Regions from separate parts of the Sus scrofa genome. Here region 2 is linked to region 1. The links are chromatin contacts, called in public HiChIP or PLAC-seq maps. All regions are on one chromosome and are shown on one strand. Each heading gives the region's core, a stretch centred on a gene start, on an enhancer-like site or on the middle of the called end of the contact. The rest is flanking DNA. Distances are from core to core; before and after follow the strand shown. Region 1 holds the start of PSMB6 (proteasome subunit beta 6). Region 2 holds the start of ACADVL (very long-chain specific acyl-CoA dehydrogenase, mitochondrial).

Region 1 (3,114 bases), core at 323-2,822:
TATAGGAGCTCCCAGAGCCGCCAATGGCAAAGGCCTGTCTCACCATCATACCTCCCATGGGCACTGAGTACACCTGCCAGAAGGAGGGAGAACAGTGGTGTCACCATGTGTACCCTTCCTGTAACTCGTCTGGGTTCACCTGTCCATTGTGGGATTGGTATGTGAAGAATTAAAGAGTAAGAGAAGCAGAGATTGGAAAGAGAACTAGAAAATAGCCGGAGTGGGGAGAGAATTAAAGGCATGGCTCCAGGACTCTGGGGGTGGTGGTATCTGACCTGCCCCCCTTCTTGGGGGTCCCAGCCCGCAACGATGATTCCTGCCATCAAGTCTTCCCGGTATCGGTAACACATCTCCTTAAAGAGGCTGGCTGCCGTGTGCACCAGCGGAGGTTCATTCAGCTCAATGCTAGTGGGTGAAGGGAGTCACAGGGAAGCAGGTGTCAGGACATGGGAGTCCTTTTCGCTCCTCAGGCCCCAATTCCTTTCAGATACTTGCTCCCTCCCTGCCCCACAAGTACCTGTGGAAACCAAGCTGATATGTGACTGCATCAGCTACTGCCTGGGTATCAGCTGCTGAGCCTGAGCGGCAGCAGAAAATACGGTCGTGAATAGGAGTCAGCTTGTCAGTCACTCGATTGGCGATGTAGGACCTGCAGGATGGCAGAAGAGTGAGGGAAGGACCCCGCCTGTCTCCCCTCCTCCATCATTTACTATCCACTCCCTCAACAGAAATTCCAGCATTTCCTATTAGTTCCCATTTAAACTGAAGTAGGCTGGAGAACAAGCTTTTGCAAACCCCCAAAGATGACGAGAACTACCAGGTCGTAGACACTGGAACAAATCCTTTTCTCCAGGGACGGGAAAAATCTCCTTTCCCACAGCAGTTCATGGAGGGTAAGAATGGACTGAGAAGCAAGGAAGGAAGGAAGGAAAAGTTGGGAAGACCTTTCATATATCTGTCCTGAGCTCACCCAGTGGTTGTTCTGGAGTCGGCTCCTAGAACCACGCCCCCATCGAATTGCACGGCCATGATAGTGGTCTGGGAAAAAGGAGAAAGGGGTGAATCGGAGCCCCTCCATATTCTACAGCATTCGCAAACCTCAATGATCTGTATATTCAGTCTCAAGAGTAGGAGAATGTCGTGCGCCACTAACTCATTATTAAATCCTCACGGGGGCCGCAGAATACCAGATTTCCAATCCTCAAATTCTCAAAGGCCCACCCTGGCCTTAAGCTTTCGTCCTGCATACTCCAGAATTACACGCTTCAGCCTTACCTTCCACCTCCCATCACATCACTCCAGCATCCTTAAGATACCTCTCCCCCTGCTTAAGCACATCACCTCTCTCCGCTCCACCCAGTTCTCCCAACCCAGCCAGGTTTTATCCTTCCATCATTTCAAGCCTTGTGAGCATCTCCTGAACCCCGCGTCCTTGCTCACCCCGGTGGAGACTTCCCGGTTTTCCCAGTCGGGGGTAATGGCCTCATGCCCCCAGGCTGGTGCCAGCCCGGCTCCCCGAGCAGCTACTAAGGTGGCCGCCATCTTCATCCTCCGTTACTGCCACAAAGCAACTGTCGTAAAGCGCTCCGTCACGCTCTTTAGTCGCGCTCTGAGGCCTTCTGGGAACGAAGCTACGCCTCGGTTGACGGCAGAAGGGAAAAGGAATGTTTTGCGACAGTGAGCGCTGAATGGGAGTGTCGCTGGCCAGCCGACCCAAATCCCCAGGAAACAAAACAAAACAAAACAAAAAGACACCTCAAACCATCTGCAGAGACTACTTTTCTACTGGTAATGCGGGAACGGATATAGTTTACCTAAGTTGCAGTTCAAAGCTTATTCAAGATGGACTTGAGCGTCCCTGATTTAGGATGACCGAAGTATGTTGTCACTTCACTTAGGTATATACTTGGGAGAAAATTCTAGGTGTGAAATTAACTTTTTGTTAATATTGTTAATATTTTAAAGAACTGACAGCTTTTCTGTAGCAGCTGCTTTCTTTTACATTCCCATCAATCATGAATGACGATTCCAATTTCTCCAATTCTTTTCTTTCTTTCTTTCTTTCTTTTTTTTTTTTTTTTTGTCTTTTTGCCTTTTCTCTGGCCGCTCCCACGGCATATGGAGGTTCGCAGGCTAAGGGTCTAATGGGAGCTGTAGCCACCGGCCTACACCACAGCCACAGACATAGCAACTCCGGATCCGAGTCGCCTCTGCAACCTATACCACAGCTCATGGCAAGGCCGGGTCCTTAATCCACTGAGAGAAGCCAGGGATCGAACCCGCAACCTCATGGTTCCTAGTCGGATTTGTTTCTGCTGCGCCATGATGGGAACTCTTCTAATTGTGGGTTTTTGTGGGGGTCTTTCCCCCCCCACCCCCGCGCGGCATATGGAAGCTCCTGGGCCAGGTATCCAATCCAAGCCAGAGATATGACCTACACCAGGGATGCTGGATCCTCTACCCGCTGCTCTGGGTCCTGGATCAAACCAGCACCTCCACAGTGACAGGCCAGATAAACTGAGCCACAGCAGGAACTTCAAAGTATTTTTTATTTTAGCCTTTATAATGGATGTGAAGTGATATCTTGTGGAGTTTGTTTTGCTAATCATTTGTTAATCACTAATGATTAGTGACATTGAACATGTTTTCATGTGCAGATTAGCCATTTGTAATCTTTAGAAAAATATCTCATTCCTTTGCTAAAATTGGGTTACTGGGGAACTTCCCATTGAGGCCCAGTGGTAAGGAATCCGACGACTAGCATCCATGAGGATGCAGATTCGATCCCTGGCCTCACTCAGTGGGTTAAGGATCCAGAGTTGCCGTGAGCTGTGGTGTAGGTTGCAGATGTGGCGCAAATCTGGCGTTGCTGTGGCTGTGCTGTAGGCCAGAAGCTGCAGCTCCATTTCACCCCCTAGCCTGGGGACTTCCATATGCCATAGGTGCGGCCCTAAAAAGCAGAAAAAAAAAAAAAAAAAGAAACCCAAAACAATTAAATTTGGTTAGCAGAGTTCCTGCTGTGGTGCAGTGGGATCCACTGCTGTCTTGGGAACGCTTGGGTCAGAGGTTGGATCCCTTGCCCCGCACAGTGGGTTAAGGATCCAGCGTTACCCC
Region 2 (3,114 bases), core at 267-2,766, 480 kb after region 1:
AGGCACAAAAATCCACGGAAACTACAGGGGATGAGAGGAAGCAGCAGCATGGGAGAAAGCCCAAAGCCCGCAGAACAGGGGATAAGCAAGTAGCTCTGGAGAGGGGGTCGGGGCTGGGACCTAAAGGTCCTCCGCTCCCAGTCGCCTCTGTCCAAGCTCACACATGAGCGAGGCATGTATAGACGCATGTGTACACACATGTGTGAGTTTGTGGCAGGGAACATGTGTGTCCTCAGCTCCCTCCCCTGAGAATCTGCAGTTCCCACTAAATATAACCCCCTCCCCAGCCTGTGACTCACCCAGACCCCGCCTCCCCGGCCCCCACTTCCTGTCCCACCCCCCAACCCCCAGCTGCCTGCCACCCGCCCAAGCCTCCCTCCACACACCAGGCATCCAGCCTCCCAGTCCCAGAGTCCTAGAGCCAAGACCAGGGTATTCTGCATCCCACCAGGAGCTTGCTAGCTCTGCCAGCCAGGATCTCTGGCACTCCAACCACAGGGATAGCCTTGTACGGATCTTCCCGGCTGCCAGCCCGGCCCTCCTCTGACTCCTTCTCACCCCAGTAACCTTAAATCCAGGTGTCCTCCCCCACCTTTATCCCAAGGGTCAGGGGTAACAGGAACATCCCCTCCACCTGCTCTTCTCCCTCTTTCTCAACCAGGGGTAGATATTGTGTGGGAGGAGATGGGGGTGATGGGCATCTGCCTGGGCCACCCCCAAATTCTGCACCATGCACCTGGTCCCCCTCCTCAAATCCCCTCTCTCCCCAAACCTCTCCTCCTCCTCCTCCTCAGGAGCTGCCAGCCTCAGCTGCTGCAACCTTCCACCACCCAAGGGAGCACCCCCAATCCTAACCTCACCTGGTCCCTTCCCTCAGGTGATCCTATGTCAGGCCCTAGCTCGCTGACAACTCCCAACTATCCCCATTCCGTAAGCTGGAACCCTAAATTAACTGCTCCCCCAAAATGAGAGCACCCCCAAATGTATCTACCACGAGACGCTTCTTCTATAACCTGAAGGCCTTCCCCTTCCGTGCCAGCTGACACCCCCAGACCAGTCAGGCCCTCACAACCAGTAACCTCCTACCCCCAAGCCAGGAGCCCCCCTGAAATTGGACAAGACACCTGCAGACCAGTTTGTCTCCCAGGGGAGAAGGGGACCCCCCACGCAGAGCCCCTCTTCTAACACACACCGGGCAGGACTCCCATGTGAGCCAGGCTTCTCCTTAAATAAGTCTCCCTCAAACATCACTGGTGAAGCTCAGAATCCACCAGCCCCCAAGTCACAGAATACCCCCTATTTTCCATTTCTCCCCAGGTACAAAGGGATCACTCCAGGGGGCACCTGTGGCCAAACCCAGCATTTTCTCAGCCGTGAACCCCCAAACTAAATTATGACCCCCAAATCCATCTTCGGATGCTCTCACGCCAGGGCCCCCGGGCGGCAGATTAGGCCTGACAAACCCCTCCCCACAAACTCTCACCCTCCCCCCAGGTGACTGGCCCCCCCATCACGGCTTACCTTGGTTGTCACTATACAGAGACAGTCCATGTTGGGGGGCCTGGCCGCGGCGGCGGGTAAGGGGCTCTGACTTCATCGGAGTTTCGTTCCTCCCCTCCCTGGGTTCTCACCCCTCCCCCCTCCGCACCCCACTTTTGCAGGGGGGGCCAGGATGGGGGGAGGGGTGAGAGGGGAAAGAGGGGGTTGGAGAAGGGGAGGGGAGGGGAGCGTGGGAGGGAGGGGAAGGGGGCCCTAAAAGGGGGTCCCCAGTGGAGGGGAGGGGGCTTGGGGAGCACACCCCGATTCTCAGGAGGGGCGGGGGCACCGGGGGCTGGCAGCCCCGGAGTTCGGGGGCTGGGGCATGAGCTGAGGTGGGGGAGGGGAGCTGGATTTCGGGGAGCCCCGGGGTAAGGGGGGGTCTTGCCTAACGGCCAGGGGCTCGGGGCCGTGGCGGGGGAGTGGGGTGGGGGGGTCGGAGGCGGCAGCGGCCGAGGGAGCCGTGGAGCCGAGGAGGGAAGGGGAGAGAGGAGGAGAGAGGAAGCAGGGGGAGGGAGGGAGCGATCGAGGAGCAGAATGGGGGGTGCCTTGGCAGGCTTAACTCCTTCCGCGCTGGCAGGAACCCGGATAATGGGAAAGGAGATGGAGGCAGGAGCGGAGAGGCCCTGAGGCCAACATGGAGGCCTGGCCAGAGCCACCAGCGCTGACAGCAGAGCCAGGGAGGAGGAAGCAGCCCGAGATGGGCTGGGAGCCGCCAGGGTGGCGGGGCCGCTGGAGAGAGGCTGTGCTCGGGGCAGGCAGGGAGGGAGGGCCAGGCACGAGGGAGTCCCTGGGGGCCTCAGCTCCCTCAGACGCACAGGAGGAAGCCTCAAGAGTGACTGAGTCCTGGACCCTTTGGGGCCTGCAGCTGGGGCAGGTGAAGAGGGGGCTGCAGGGGCGCCTGACTCCGGCCGTGGTCCCAGGGCCCCCAAGTCTCAGGGTAATAGTAGCAGTGCTTTGCGCACCCCTCCAGCCCTGCCTGCTCCCTCGGGAAGTCGGGCCCCCACCCTCACCCCCTTACCTGGCTCTCTGAGATGGAAGCCTCATAATAGTCCAGGATGTCTGTCACAGGAACAGAACCACCGAGTTACCTCGCCCACCCCCTGCCTCTCTGGCCGCCCCTGCCATCACCTCACCTCCGTCTGCCCGCTAAGGGAGGAACCCCTCCAGCCCGGGCTGGTGGACGCTGATGGAGGACCCCTGCCTGGGGCTCCTGCAGCTACCAAAAGATCTCCAGACTCCCAAGCAGCCCCCAGGCCAGCCCTTTCCACGGCTGCCCCTCGGAAAATCGGGGCTACTCACCCAGCAAGGCCTGGAAGAGGTCACTGTGCAGCACCGTGAGGAGAGGGGGTGCCCATCGCAATAGTGGGGGGGCCAGGAGCCAGAGGGCTGACCTGGGAGCTGGTGAAATGCAAATGAGGGAGGATTGGGACAAGGGAGCCAGCCACGAGGCGCCAACACATTCACCTCCGCCTCTTATCTCTGCTCTCTCACCCCAGACTCTCTGGAGAGGTCCAGGACAAGGACCCCCAGGCCCACCCTCTCCCCCCAGGCCTCTCCTTCACAAGGACTCCTGTT

The links. HiChIP or PLAC-seq counts read pairs in DNA pulled down with a chosen protein or histone mark.
Region 2: an H3K27ac HiChIP or PLAC-seq map of alveolar macrophages shows a contact between it and region 1. The contact joins the promoter of ACADVL here to the promoter of PSMB6 in region 1. A contact is called at or near these places in 1 of 5 promoter capture datasets (fetal liver) and 1 of 2 datasets of contacts at active chromatin or transcription factors (alveolar macrophages).

The regions. Positions count from the first base shown.
Region 1 is chr12:52,096,569-52,099,682 of Sscrofa11.1, forward strand. PSMB6 (proteasome subunit beta 6) reads right to left here and starts at 1,573. Exons shown (of 6, transcript NM_001144926.2): 1 at 1,441-1,573; 2 at 971-1,038; 3 at 518-649; 4 at 276-405; 5 at 1-73. The coding sequence starts at 1,548.
Region 2 is chr12:52,572,005-52,575,118 of Sscrofa11.1, forward strand. It overlaps ACADVL (very long-chain specific acyl-CoA dehydrogenase, mitochondrial), which reads left to right and starts at 1,517. Exons shown (of 20, transcript XM_021067809.1): 1 at 1,517-1,577. DLG4 (disks large homolog 4) reads right to left here and starts at 2,017. Exons shown (of 20, transcript XM_003481294.4): 1 at 1,522-2,017. The coding sequence starts at 1,551.